2 separate regions of the Zea mays genome follow, and region 2 is linked to region 1. A link is a contact called in public Hi-C data. All regions are on one chromosome and are shown on one strand. The core of a region is the stretch at or near the end of the contact, and the rest is flanking DNA. Distances in the headings are between cores, read along the strand shown. Region 1 holds the start of LOC100272520 (Sugar transporter ERD6-like 3). Region 2 holds the start of LOC100191779.

Region 1 (7,776 bases), core at 2,931-5,430:
TCTGATCCATATCCGAGTTTGGGTACTCAGTATTCGATCCATATCCAATCTTTATCTGTATTCGTATTATCAAAGTTGTATATTTAAGATGTCGATATCTATTCAAATCTTATTCAACGCAATTTTATATAATATCCTAATCGTATCCAAATCTGAAGGGAAAATATGAAAACAAATATGGAACGAGTAATATTTGTTCATATCTGATCCGATTATACCCCTACACTTAATCAAATGGATCATGGTCCATTTTTCTTACACAAGGTAATAATTCCTTGGATGGCTAATCATGCATAAGGTTAACATGCTCTTTGCAAGTTATGGGCTTCACCAACTTTCAAATAACTTTTATTGATGTAAATGTCAAATAGAGTCTTTGTTTTTTCATATCAATTAGAGTTTTTGCTTTTTCCTTTGCAGATATACTATGTTTACTGGTGTGATTGACTCAAGAGGGGTGAGATGAGAGAAGGCAACATCTGGGTCACAGAGTTTAGCGATTAGCTCTTCTTGTAGTTGAGGGCAAGATGCTAAAGTCACTTGTCTGCGTGAAAAGATGGCCTAATTAATGTGATGCCTACTATACAAACTACATCGCTTCACAATAATATTACTATGCCAATCATTATGCTTCATAGATTACTCATCAAATTCAGGTACGTTTAATTTGTGTCAATTATTTGAATTAATTGAATATGTAATTGATCACTAAAACAGTGCATTCATAGACACCATTGTAAGGTGCAGGATTGAAACTGAACATTCAACTTCCATCGATGGGGATGCCACCACCTAGGCCACCTGCACCATGGCATCCACCTTAGGTAAACTATTTCAACATAAGTTAAACTTATCTGTATATGCACCTTGACATCTAACACTTGTATATTTAGATTTATAGAAATATGTTGTCTAGTTTACAAGCACCTAGATTTTGAGACGACGGTTCGAGCTCACATGTCCAAGGATTTCTATGTGTCACACCTACAAGTAGCATACAAAACTCAAACTATATTCATGAGCATTGTCTAGATGTGTGAGTGTCGTACCTGGATGAAAAACACTTATAGTTGTTGAGCAAGTTCTTTTCATACTTTGTCATGCTTAGAAGATGTTTAAACATGTTCACTAGTATTGTTTGACATGTATGTGTGAAATTGATGTATGAAAGTGAGAATTTGAACTTTCTTTGGGTTATAAGATGTATGATGTGATGTGCATATATGACATGTTTTTAAATTATGGACTAAGGAAAAAAGAAAAATAAATAGCACTTTTTAATGTAACTTCCATCTAATGATCATAGCTTTTGGAAGTTCACACAGGATAGGTAACTTTTGATGACTATGGTTGGCTATCGAAAGTGAAACTTAACTTATTACAGTGCCACCATGCGATAGAAGTTAGTGGTCCAACCACGTTAACTTCCGATGGTTTTGTCAGGCCGTCGGAAGTTAGTTAACTTTTCTCTCATTTCTATTGACACCTATCCGACATTGGATGTTAGAGTATTCCATCCAAAATTTGTTAACTTTTGGCATCTTTGGCTAACTTTCAATAGTTTTGACCACCGAAAGTCAGTTGTTTCCTGTTGTGTATGCATGCAAATGTCCGACATTCATCCTATTATATTAGAATAACCAATGGTACTCTGTTTTGGTGGACCTACCAAATGATGAATAGAATATTTATAGGCATAGCAATTGAAAGGGTATTAAAGTGAACTCTTAATTTATTTAGTGAAGTTATTCTATCACATTTAATACATGAGGGAGTTATATGATTGGAAAATAAAACATCATAAATAAGCATATTAAACACAAGATAGTATGACCCTTTATCATGATGATCTCCATTACCTAGTCCTATTTATGGATGTTACATTTGGGTCATACCATAAATAATATTGCTTGCAATATCAAGTTAGGAGGAGAACTGGATACTATCATCAGTGTGAAAAGATATTGTCCAAATAATGTATGTGTTGTTCGCAAACGGCAGTCCCTGATGGTCTCAAGGCAGTGCCTTGAAACCTCCTAAAATTTCATCAATCATATCAATGAGTTTGCTATGAAATTTCATCGGATTGACCAAATCAAGCTGATTCCGAGATATTATAAATGTCCCTATTTTCACCGTCAATCATGTTGACTATCATGTGAGATAGAACAAGAACAATACACCCAAGTCGGATATGTTGTCTTTTCCAACCTGAAAGATATACACATTGTTAGCTTCGTTGGTGACTTCAGCCGGTAGGGGAAAGTTGTGCGAGTGTCGGATGAAAGTGAATTGATCTCATGCCCTAATAGTGATTGTAGCTAGTAGGAGCAAACATGATGTGCAACAATACCAACAACTATCTCATTTTTTGCACTTTTTGCTACAATCAAAGTAAAATATATTTGGAATATACTAGGCATGTCGCATATATGCAAACCATCTAGATTAAAAAACACACGTGACTTGGTTCTAACACCACTGTAGAGAAAAAGGTGTATTATAAACTATCATATCTATCACGTTCAACCAAGATAGAATGCATATAAATGATCATCGATCGTAACCATTAGACGTGCAATACAGCGGAAGAATAGTGTGTTGATATAGTGGAAGTAGTCATACGTCCTCACGTAGCAGCAATAATGATTTTACACGTACTCCACAAGTCTGTTACTGATCAACACCGCTATAAAAGAAGCAGTGTGTCCAAGGTATACACGTATGCGGAGATAAACTGTCGTGACGCTAGTGTGCTAGTAGTGCCACGCTCGCGAAACGGTGACGATAAAGTCTTAGACGTCTGCAACCCTAAGAAGAGAGACGGTGGGCATCTCAGATCATTATCTTAAATGCTCGTTAACTTTCTCATGGTCCATGATTGTCTCTTGGACATATATTATTATATATTATTATTATTTTCATCGCTACTGCCTACTCAACCAGGTTTTGGGATGATCGATGGATCTTGGATAGACTGCTTAAGCACCATTTTCTGAAACTTCTTAAAATTGTGCGTAAAAATAATGCTTTAGTCAAGGATGTTATGAATGAAAATATACCCAACTTATCTTTTTGGAGAGCTATTGTTGAGTTAAAACTGGTTGAGTGGCAGAATTTATCAAATTTAATGGCAATTGTTCTAGGACGATCAAGACACTAATTCTTCTCGGGGGGGCATCGAGATGAAATTTTTTTCAGTTCGTTCAATGTGCTTTCTTTTAATGAATATTGCCCCTTAAATCGCAATATGATGCTTTGGAAAGTAAAACTACCCCTCAAAATTAAAATATTCTTGTGGTATTTAAGGAGGGGCGTTATTCTCACTAAAGACAATTGTTCTGGGACGATCAAGAGACTAATTCTTCTCGGGGGCACCGAGATGGACTTTTTTTGGGGGCACCGAGATGGAATTTTTTCAGTTCGTTCAGTGTACTTTCTTTTAATGAATACTGCCCCTTAAATTGCAATATGCTGCTTCGGAAAGTAAAACTACCCCTCAAAATTAAAATATTCTTGTGGTATTTAAGGTGGGGTGTTATTCTCGCTAAAGACAACTAGCTAAGCACGTGTGGAAAGCTAATTTGAATTGTAGTTTTTATTATCAAAATGAGACTATTCAATATCTTTTTTATTATTACCTTGCTAGAAATATTTTAAGAATGAATTACTTTGCTTTACATATAGAGATACACAACGGGGTCAATCATATAACTAGAAATTGGGTTGCTAAAAAGGGAATCACATATAGGAAAGAAAAATCCTAGTTGGAGTGGCGACAATTTTCTGGTGTATTTGGCTTTTATCGCAAGATGTGGTCTTTGCTTTTAAATCGATATCATCAATTATACATGTCATTTTCAGAGGAACATACTGCTTCGATTCTGGAGGTTGTTGTGGAAAAGAAGAAGAGGATCCATAGGTGGTAGCCACAGAGATTTTTACAAGAAATGGATAGAGAAATCTAATTAAGCAAGTGACAAAGAGAAGACAAGAGGGGAACCAGGAGATGAAGCATCAGCATGGCCGGAAGAAGCACATGCAACAGGCCGTTCACTCTCTGCCGTGCGCTTGGACCGATCAGCCCGGGCAGCCGCTCGTCGTCCACTGGTCCCGCTCAGAGCAGCTCCAAACAAAACCAAACGCGGACGGGACTGGGCGGGACCGCGGGAGGGACAAGACAACCCATGCATGGCCGGTCCGATGGAGCGAGAGGGACGAGACGCAGCCGAGAAGCCCCTCTTGGTAAGGGTGGGCGGCAGCGGTGGTAGCCAGGGCGGCAGCGCCTCCTCTTCTTCGGTTGCCGTGGTGGTCGGCTGCACCGCCATCGCCGTCGCCGGCTCCTTCGAGTTCGGAATGTCGGTAATAATAAGCCCCTGCGCGCGTTTAATTACGTGCTACATTCGATATTATTTCCATTGCTGCGCGCGTTTAATTCTTGCTTATTACGCTGCGCGCTGCAGATCGGCTACTCGTCACCGACTCAGCTGGGCATCATGCGCGATCTCCGCCTCTCGTTAGCTGAGGTACGGTGCCCACAGCTGATGATGATGGAGCTCACTCTTGAGCATCTCACTTCGTGATAAACTACGTTAATGAACACCTGATGCAGTACTCTGTGTTTGGCTCGATCCTGACCATCGGAGCGATGCTGGGTGCCATTGTCAGTGGATCTGTAGCCGATCGAGCAGGTCGAAGAGGTGTAAGTGCTAATCCCATTCCGATCCGGAACCACCCCGCCCAAGCTCCTTGAACCGAGCTAAGCACCAGAGCAAACTTCTTCTTGGAATGCCAAATAAAGCGAAACAGCTAGCGAGCCAGAATGATTGTTTCATTTGTATATATATGTTCTCCATCCGTCGTCGGCCGACCTCTCTAGTCTCATGTAGCTTCTTGAACATGCTGGCGGCACGCAGGCAATGGCGATATCGGATGTTCTCTGCGCTCTTGGGTATCTCCTGATAGGATTTTCCCAGGTCCCGCTCAGCTAGCCCTCATCTTTCTCACATGCATGTCTCGTTTTGCTTCCTATAGTTCATCTGATTTTTTCTTTTCTTTTCTTTCGCTGGTAGAGCTATTGGTGGCTTGACATCGGAAGGGTGCTGATCGGATGCGGAATCGGGATTCTGTCATATGTGGTGATTACAATAAGCAACGACTCCCCCATGTTTTTACTTTTTTTTTTTACTTAACTAATTTAGTTTGAATTCTGTTGTGCTGGAACAGGTTCCGGTCTACATATCAGAGATAACGCCAAAGGACCTTAGAGGAGGCTTTGCAACTGTAAACCAGGTTTCTTTTTTCTGTGTTCAAGGGAAAGTATAATACTGGTTGTTTAGACTTCAGAGCATGCTGGTTTTTATCTCAAGAGATGATTAAAGACAAATGAGACTCGTGTCCATTCATGCAGTTCATGATTTGCTGCGGAGGGTCGCTTGCATTTGTTCTTGGGACATTTATCGCCTGGCGCACCTTGGCGATCGTTGGTAAACTGTCCTGTTTTGTTGGGCCGCATGTAAAGTAGCTTGTTTGTGTATACCTGTCTACAATTCCTGTGAAATGACAATACGTTGTGCTAATCCAGTTGTATAAAGAGCCTATACGGGGCCAATTTAGTTGACATTAATTCTCTTCTAACTAACAGTATCTGCTTCAAAATGTGCACATGTGAACTACTACCCTGCAAGCATACTCTTTAGTATATGCATTAATGCTATAGCTTTTGTGTTGCAGGAGTGGTGCCGTGTTTAGTGCAGCTGGTTGGCCTTCTTTTGATTCCCGAGTCCCCCAGATGGCTGGTGAGTTACCTTAATTTGAACTTTTAATAGTTAATACTTGTTGTTTGAGTTTAGTTACACTTCGGTTCCCGTTTGTGGTTGAAAATCACTCTTGATATATAGAATACACAAGTTTTTGGTGGCATTGACAAGCTTAAGAACTAAGATGGTCATTTGATGATCATGGTGATCGCCCACTTGAACGTTACACGAGGAACATACTTTGAACTCTTTAAGGAATCATTATACCAAAAAAAATTTAGCGCGAGAGTATATGTTCTTGCCTTGAGATGAACTTTGATATAAAAACTGAAGTATTTTTTCCAGGCTAGGTTTGGACACCCAGGTGCCTTTACAGGAGCACTGCAGACGCTAAGGGGACATGGAACCGATATCTCTGAAGAGGCCTCAGAAATAAAAGTATGGACAGGCCAAGAGTTCAAAACAGTAGTCCTTCAGTTGTATGCATCATGCTCCCTTGCTAATTCTACAGTCTATTTTGTCCAGGTTTTCACAGAAAAGCTTCAGCGCCTTCCGAAGTCGAAGATGTTAGACCTGTTTCAGAAGGAGTACATCCGTGCTGTCATAGTGAGCGTCCTGAAAAAAAAACCTGCAGTTCTTCTACATACACTCTCTGCTGTTTTCTAAAGCTTGGCTGGCTCCATGCTTAGGCTGGAGTTGGGCTCATGGCCCTCCAGCAGCTTGGGGGTGTCAATGGCGTTCTCTTCTACGCCAGTGAAGTGTTCGTCTCGGCCGGTAATGATCAATCAGAGAAGGGAAAAAAGAAAGAAACGTTTCACACACAGGCACTACACTACACTAGCGCTCATGCTATGATGCATCGATCGGTCAGGTTTCTCGTCGGGAAACACGGGAACAGTGGCCATGGCGGTAGTGCAGGTTCCGATGGTCGGACTAGGGGTGCTTCTGATGGACAAGGCTGGAAGGAGGCCACTGTTGATGGTAACGCGCTGACAACGAATTCATTCTTGAAACTTGGCAGCGAACAATGAATTGTGATCAGTGATGTCTTTGCTGCACCGTTCCAGATCTCTGCAGCTGGGACATGCGTGGGTTGCCTGCTAGTTGGTCTGTCATTCTTGTCCAAGGTTTGATTTTTTTTTCTCTCCTCCTGATATTGATCGCCTCACCGTAAGAAGGTAGGTAGGTTAGGTCGACTGCAAGTCGATCGCCATTCTTGGGCTTGGGCTTGCTCAACCAGTGCCCATCGATCTCTTCTTGGAACAGGAGCAGCACTGGGAAAGGGACCTGAACGTGTTGGCTTTGGCCGGACTTCTGGTACGCACTGCTGACTGTTGCTATTATATTCACCATTAACATATATATACAATACACCTGAGAGCTGTTTGTTTGTTCTCTGAAGCCTTTTTGTTGTTTGCAACGCAGGTTTTCATCGGATCCTTTTCACTGGGTATGGGCGGGATACCATGGGTTATAATGTCAGAGGTAATAAACTCTATACCCTAAACCAATTTATAGGGGGACATTAGCTAGATTGCTTACCAAAACATAACACTCATCTCTGGACTTGCAGATTTTCCCTATAAACATGAAAGGGTCGGCAGGGAGCCTTGTGACCTTAGTAAGTTGGCTCGGGTCGTGGATTGTCTCGTACGCCTTCAACTTCCTGCTGATTTGGAGTTCTTACGGTAATTACGGCGGGAGGACGAAGAAAATTTCAGACGAAATTTTAGTATCAGCAAACACAACCATGACAATATACAATGGGTCCATATACAATCTGCAACTAGGAGTCTGTTCTAGCTAGCTACTCCACGACTTTGCTGATGTGTGTGTGTGTATATATACATGTGTATTAATTACCTCGGATGATGATGCAGGCACCTTCTTCATCTTCGCGGCCATTTGCGGACTCACGGTCGTGTTTGTGCATCGGCTAGTGCCGGAAACCAAAGGAAGAACCCTGGAGGAGATCCAAGCCTCTATGAACTCGTCCTTGACACCCTTCCACAAGTAT
Region 2 (7,776 bases), core at 1,794-4,293, 330 kb before region 1:
ACTGTGGTATTCAAGTTGATCATTGGATCACTTGAGAGGAGTTGAGTGCAACTCTCGTCCGTTGGGACGCCACAACGTGGAGTAGGCAAGTTTTGTACTTGGCCGAACCACGGGATAAATCACTGTGTCTACTCTGTGTTGAACTCCTTGTGGTTATCATATTGTGCAAGATCTTCTCTCTAGCCACTTGGCATTAACTGTGCTAACACTTAATCAAAGTTTTGTGGCTTAAGTTTTTGAAGTATACAGGATCACCTATTCACCCCCCCTCTAGGTGCTCTCACCCATGTGTGCTTTTGGGGATGTTAGGCCTTGCCTTGGCTAGGGATGTGGTGGTGGCAATACACATGTTGCCTTCCTTTATGGCGATGAAGTCCAGGATCATAAAGGCGATCATTGTCTTAGGGAGGAAGGCACTACAAGAAGTAACTGGAGCCATATAGGGAACAAAATGTAGCACACAAAAGCACCTTTCTAGCGTGCCAACTATCGTGGTTTTGTATGTTGGGGACTTGTTCTCAAATGCTATGAATTAATAACAAGGCAACACAAAATGTTTAAATGTTAATGCCCTTCGTTCTTCGAAGCATTATTTCTCTTAAGATATAATGATCTTTAGATGAAGGTCATGAAGGACGTACCTTCATCATTGCAATATACGTTAATGAAAGAAGAAGCATGTGAAATGTAAGAGACAACGTGAATAATCATATAACATTATTAATTCAACTTTATTATATTATCATGGATAAACAGAAATAATATAGAATTACATTTGTACCTTCGGCTTGACGGAAGGAGAAAATACAAGCGTGACACATGAGCGAGTACAAGTCAGCGTGCCTGATGGAGATTTTTTAGACTAGTTTGAGGAAATCCCCTACGTACAATATGGTATTCATGTCTTATTGTTGATTTCATGTGTTACAAGGTGGAGCCACGAGCTCTCATTCTGGTGTGAGGCGTGTACATGCTGAATTTGCTTCCACTTTACGATGAGGCCCCCATTTATTTATATAGCCGAGGGAACGGGTGTCCATCGTTACATGAATATTTTGATGGGTATATCATTTCTTACCTTTGGATACAAGTTCCTTCTAGTGTTCTCTAAAGGTCCGCCATGTCGAGCGTGCTCATCCCAACATTCCTGAGCTAACCAGACTATGGGGGTAGTTGGATCTTGCACGTGTCTGAGGCCTTGCCATGAGGCGTGTCTCTAGGGGTTGTATGAGTAGTTCTCCTTGGAGTTCCTTTCTTTTACTCTTGTCTTCTCCATGTATTTTGACTATCTTATGCCTAAGGCAGGGACTACCATGTTTCGTGGCTCATTTTTGTTCTAAGGTGAGGTGGTTTGATAGAGAGTCCTTGGAGTCCTTTCTTATAGTACCTATTTATCCTTTGCATACCCTATGTCATGGGTGTGCGGCAAAAGGTTATCGTGTCTTAAATGCGCTATCCTTTTATGTTGGCTTTTGTGCCATGGTGTCCCATTGATGACATACAATCTGGTTCTGCCTTGGCCAAGTTCAAGGCCATTTGACCGAAGAGATCTAGGTCAGAGCTTGTTTGAGGTGATCAAGGTTGGGACCGACTAGACAGAGGGTCTAGGTCGGGGAATCTATGGTCGGGAAAACTCTGGTCAGGTTCGTCATGGTTAGATCTGACCTGGTTAAGGTGACTATGTTAGGTCTACCTTTTCTCGGGGTCATCTTGTACCATGTGGAAGCTCTTGCCTTTTAGAGTCGTCTTTTATGCTATTTTAAGGTACCCAATGTATGGGTATGCATCTCTATGTGTGACATGCTTGTGTTCAGTTTACTACATACAAGGACTAAAGCATCTATCACCTACTAACATAACAATAATTAAAATCACCATTTAATTCGCTATGGATTAAATGTGTCCGTAGTCACGAACCTTTTGCAGAATTGAGAAATAACTAGCCTGAGAATCAAACAATAAAAAAATGATTGTAACAATGGAGAGAGAGAGGTAGTGAAAGACATCTCCTTGAATGAGTGTTCTCGGAATGGGTGCAACTAAGGAGGTCGTGGGATTTTATGCTGTATATCCATCATTGTCGACTGAAAAAACCAAAAGATAGCAATGATAAAGCTATATAACACTACCAGCTCTCAAGCCAAAAACCGGTAGTAACATATATTACCACCGCTTGAAGCCACCGGTCGACATTTTACTGTGGCTTGAGACCTTAGTAATACTTTACTGCTGGTTTATGGCTTAAACCGATAATGATATATAGATTTTCACCTCCCCTTCTTTAACAACATCCAATTATTTTTTAGAATTTAAAGTTAAAAAAACGGCAACATACAATAGGGACGACGGCGAAAATCTGTTGTATAGTAGTGCTTAATACCGTGCATATTAATTTCCCTTTCATGAGCTATATAAAAAAACCCATTTTAATTTCAGACAAGGCGGCAATCACGTGCGGGCATCATTGACCAACATGTGGTTCACTTGATGGCATATAGATTATAGATAGACATGTCGTCGGTATTACCATTAGACTCCCGGATATACACGGCGTTGTCCTTGCAGACATTAACATAGACTCTCGCGCGCAGATATATTTTAGGTCGTTAAGTTACTTTTCGATATGCAAACGATTGCAGAAAACCCACAAACAACGTGTAGTAGTAATATATACAAATATTTTTAAGGAAAATTTCGCAAATAATGGAGAATATGTATCAAGATTTTCATACGTCTTTTCGAGGGCATGCAATGACGCGACGCAGCTAGCTTCTGACCGAATCTAATTTGGCCTCTGACTAATCTTTGCACTTCTCTCACAGGAACCTACGAGAGCTAGTTAGTAGTAATTATATTAAACCAGGCGTCGTAGACAAACTTGCATTGCGTTGCGTGTAGCCGTGTATATATAAGGCCTTGGGGATTTGGGTGGATAAAAGCACTCTAAGAAGACACACACACATATATATGGTTGCATATATTGCCTGCCATAGAGAGAGGGAAGTTAATAACAGTAGTACCGACTGAGAAGCACTGCACGATGAGCAAGACGATGCTTCCCATTGCAGCAGCCCTCTTTTCCTTCTACGCAGCTGTGGCCCTGCTCGGAGGATCTGCAGGCGGCCAAGCGGCGGTGGTCGAGCACACCTTTGTTGTGAGTAGAGAAACGCATATATGCCCTTGTGCTCTCGGGCATGCATGCAACCGATCGAGATCGATTTTTCATTTTCAAGATTCTTGAGTAGCTTCTGCACTTGTCTCTTTTTTTTAACCTCTTTTCAACTGAAATGAAAGCTTAACTTTGATAGATCTCTTTCTCTCTCTCTTTTTTTTTAACCTCTGGACACCTGGTGCATATGCATGTGACTGCTTAATCACAGGTAAAGCAAGTGTATATCCGACACCTCTGCAATGATACGCTGGCCACTGTGGTCAACGGTCAGTTTCCAGGCCCACCGGTAGAGGCCACGGAAGGGGACACGGTGATTGTGCACCTGGTCAACGAGTCGCCCTTTGAAATAACAATTCACTGGTACGTACGTGTGGAAGCTTGAGTGGCGGCGAGCTACTACCACCAGCCAATTAAATTAAACCAAGCATTATCCGGTCACGTAATGACAATAATAATTAATTAATTAATTAATTAATTAATTAATTAATATTACAGGCATGGCGTAAAGCAGCGCCTGACGTGTTGGGCCGATGGCGCCGGAATGGTAACGCAGTGCCCAATCCAGCCCAACTCCACGTTCACCTACCGTTTCAAGGTGGACGGGCAGGAGGGCACGTTGTGGTGGCACTCCCACGTCTCCATCCTCCGGGCAACCCTGCATGGCATCATCATCATCCGCCCCAAGTCCGGCTCTTACCCATTCCAGAATCATCAGCCTCATGTGGATGTTCCCATCATCATAGGTACGTACGTACGTACGTCCATTCCAGCTATGCATCTCAAGCTCTGAACCAAATGAATTAAACTGGCAGGTGAATGGTGGCAGAGAGATTTGATGAAAGTGGACAAGAACTTCTCCAATGGCGGCTCGTTCAGTGATAACCCCGCTGGGGCGACTATCAATGGAAAACTTGGCGATCTCTACAACTGCTCCGGTATCATTACAGTATATATATATGTATAACCAAATTGACCAACATTTTCCGGCCATGAAATTGAAAACTTGTGCATATATGCAGGCGTCGTAGAGGACAACTTCGTTCTCAACGTGGAGCAGGGGAAGACGTACATGCTCCGGCTCGTGAACGCGGCGCTCTTCTCCGAGTACTACTTCAAGGTCGCCGGCCACAAGTTCACCGTGGTGGGCGCCGACGCCAACTACATCACGCCGTACACCACCGACGTGGTGGCCATCGCGCCCGGCGAGACGTTCGACGTGCTCATGGTCGCCGACGCCCCGCCCTGCCGCTACTACATGGCCGCGCTCGCCAACCAGCCGCCGGCGCCGGACCCGCAGATCCCGGTGTTCGTATCCAGAGGCATAGTGCAGTACGCCAACGACGACACAACCGGAGCCGCGGCCAGCGGGTGCAGAGACGGCCGCCCGCCTCCCATGCCGGAGATGCCCGACCAGCACGACACGACCACGACGTTCCACTTCCACGGCAACCTGTCCGGCCTGCCGACGCACCCGCTGCTGCCGCAGCTCCGGGGCCGCGTCGACGACCGCCTCTTCATCTCGCTCGGCAAGGGCACCATCTGCCCAGGGGACAGGCCGTCCTGCAGGCGGGGAGGCGGCGACGAGGCCGAGGCCATCGAGGTGGCCTACATGAACAACGTCTCCTTCCGCCTCCCCGAGAGGATGTCCATGCTGGAGGCGCGGCAGTACGGCGGCAACGCCGGCCTCGCCGTGCAGGAGCTGCCGGCCAGGCCGCCCAGCGTGTTCAACTTCACCGACCCGGCGCTCATCCCTGTCGGCCCCGGCGTGCCGCTCGAGAAGATCGAGGCCACGCGGAAGGCCACCACGGTGCGCCGCTTCGCGCACAACGCCACGGTCGAGGTGGTGTTCCAGAGCACGGCCACCATGCAGAGCGACTCCAACCCCATGCACCTCCACGGCCACGACTTCTTCGTGCTCGCGCAGGGCCACGGCAACTACGACCCGGCCAAGCACGTCAGGACCTACAACCTCGTCGACCCCTTGCTCAAGAACACGGTGCAGGTGCCCAGGCTTGGCTGGGCCGTCGTCCGCTTCGTCGCCGACAACCCGGGCGCGTGGTTCATGCATTGCCACTTCGAGTTCCACATCGCCATGGGCATGGCCACGGTGTTCGAGGTGGCCAACGGAGCCACGCCGGATGACACGCTGCCCCCGCCGCCGCCAGATCTTCCCAAGTGCATACCACACAAGAAGGAATAATAAGAAAAATACAGCAGCTTAAGGCCAATACGTACGTAATACGGTAGTATATTTATTATTATTATTATATTCGAGCAAGTTTGCAGAAGATGATGGACACTATATTTGAAAAAGAAGATCCACGCTATGGCTGGTTAAGGCATCTTCCATTGGAGAAAATGCTATTGTATTAATCACCTTATTTTTGACTAATTCTTGTGACGACCAAGGTAGTCTAGTTTTGAATAAATTGATTACTGCTTTGTTGAGACAGAGACGGACACAATTCTAGGCCACCACGAAAGGCTGATGGCGGAGTGATGACTGTTGGTGTGAAAGAGAACCTCACCTACTTGGTGGAGGTTGCAAGGGTATTGGACGAGTTAAGGGGTAGTTTGGAGACTTAAATGCTCTTGGATTCTAATCTTTTTTTGGGTGAGCAATATCAGGAGGTGTCATTTGAATAACACATTTAGTTATTTATGGGCCCTTTCTATAGATAAAGGGAGGATGGCAGAGTTGTGGTTGTTGGTGTGAAGTGAATGGGTGACTGGGTGTAAATGAGAACCTCACCTACTTGGTGGAGGTAGCACGGGCATTGGGCAAGTTAGGGCATGTACAAGCATATAGAATGTGTTTGGTTTGGCTTTTGCCCCCTAAAAGCCAAAAGCCTAACCAAAAGACTGGATCTAGAAATCAGTTTTTTTAAAAGCTGATTTTCTCGCAGTACAAAACTAAAAACACATCTGAATCTGCTTTTTGCAGCTTTCAGATGAAAAGGTTAAATAAACTAAAAATACATTAGCTCGGGGTGGGGGTCATATGAACATCGTCCATAAAGTGAATGGAGTAATAATTGGATTTTTAGTTTATGTGAAAGGGTGAAATAATAAGTTTGTGTGAGATATGTTGTGATTAGGCTAAACCTAACTATATTTCTAATATTTCTAATTCTAGCTTGAGGTGTGGTGCTTATCCAGAAATGGACATTTAGAAATCTAAAATATTTGGATTCATATCTGCTGAAACTTGAAGCATGGATATCTATATTCATACCCATTTATAATATGAATATCAAAACATAAATTCGTTTTTCATTATTTTTCTTTATCTTATTCTAAATCTGTCGATAAAAAGAATATAATATCAAATATTTATTTGTATTTACGAAGAACAATGCATAATAAATTTATTCTAAAATTTTATTTTCCATAATTATGGTCTAATTATTTAATTTCAGTATTATTAAGATGTATTGGAACTATTTCGTAGCATATTTATAAGTAACCTTTAACATTCATTTTGTACCATTAATTATACATAAATTTTAAATTAATTTTATCATTTTTCTAATTTAGTTTATACCTAACATATTCATTATTAAAAATTATTTTAACACAATTGATTTATTTTTACTATTTTATATTATGTTATATATTTTTTAATTTAATTATAGATATTATATAAAGCATCATTGATATATTTAATTAATAAAAATTTGCTGATGACTATATTAGTTTTTATCAGCTATTCTTGTCTTATGTACTTACACTTAATTCTCTGCTTGTGCAATGATTTTATAATTGATAAAGCAAAATGACTACTTGTTGCATATATTTATGTTTAAATTTGTTCATTTAACCTATCATTTCATTAAATATTATCTATTATAGTTTAGTTTACTTTGATTTTAGATATTGTTAGGAGACTTCATTTTGGTTGTCGACAAATCTTGTAATAAAATGTTATTCATCTATGTTAAATTTAATAATGTGTACTTTGAGTTAAATTAAATAAATAGTTGAATAGAAATCCAAATCTGAAATATTTAATTTGTATTTGTATTTGACAAAATCCATATCCGTATTTGAATCTAAACTAAAATATGGTAAAAGCAACATATGAAGGTTCCATATTTCCATCCGTAGGTGATTAGCTTGTCGCTATGGGGAAGGAGTTGTAAGGTTATCTTCAATAGTCTCACGTATCTCACTTATCTCATCTTGTTTTTTTAAGCTTTACTTTATGAACAATGTCGTCTGCAGTGCAAAATAGTATAAATTAGTGTTTTGTATGACCATATACATGGTCCTGTAGAGGCTATCTAATGTTATCTCTAACAGCTTACTTATCCTTATTTCTCATTCCAAACTCTACTATATAAACAGTATAGTCTACAATACAAAACCATATTTTGCATGTCTATATGCATGATCCGTTGGTCATAGCCTAAGGTGTGGTTGGTCAATGAGATGAGACTACCATAGGAGCGTGTTGGATATATTGGACTCCGCAAAGATATTTAGGTAGTGTTTGGTTCTGAAGCCTGTTGAGATGGAGCTGTTGTTGTTCGATTATTCCTGTCCCATATGGATTTGATGGGATTGGAAAAAATTACCAAAGATTTTGACTTGTTTAGGATTTA

Evidence for each region. Hi-C and Micro-C count contacts between places; a contact is called where the count stands out from the background.
Region 2: a Hi-C map of leaf shows a contact between it and region 1, with 4 times the contacts expected there. The contact joins the promoter of LOC100191779 here to the promoter of LOC100272520 in region 1. A contact is called at or near these places in 2 of 25 Hi-C or Micro-C datasets (ear and leaf).

The regions. Positions count from the first base shown.
Region 1 is chr3:33,913,403-33,921,178 of Zm-B73-REFERENCE-NAM-5.0, reverse strand. It overlaps LOC100272520 (Sugar transporter ERD6-like 3), which reads left to right and starts at 4,180. Exons shown (of 17, transcript NM_001146989.1): 1 at 4,180-4,362; 2 at 4,464-4,526; 3 at 4,613-4,702; 4 at 4,917-4,976; 5 at 5,073-5,138; 6 at 5,227-5,292; 7 at 5,411-5,486; 8 at 5,734-5,798; 9 at 6,105-6,197; 10 at 6,285-6,365; 11 at 6,449-6,533; 12 at 6,631-6,740; 13 at 6,827-6,886; 14 at 7,026-7,076; 3 more. The coding sequence starts at 4,192. The coding sequence ends at 7,699.
Region 2 is chr3:34,241,152-34,248,927 of Zm-B73-REFERENCE-NAM-5.0, reverse strand. It overlaps LOC100191779, which reads left to right and starts at 3,043. Exons shown (of 5, transcript NM_001137204.1): 1 at 3,043-3,154; 2 at 3,381-3,532; 3 at 3,668-3,915; 4 at 3,985-4,107; 5 at 4,192-5,543. The coding sequence starts at 3,053. The coding sequence ends at 5,372.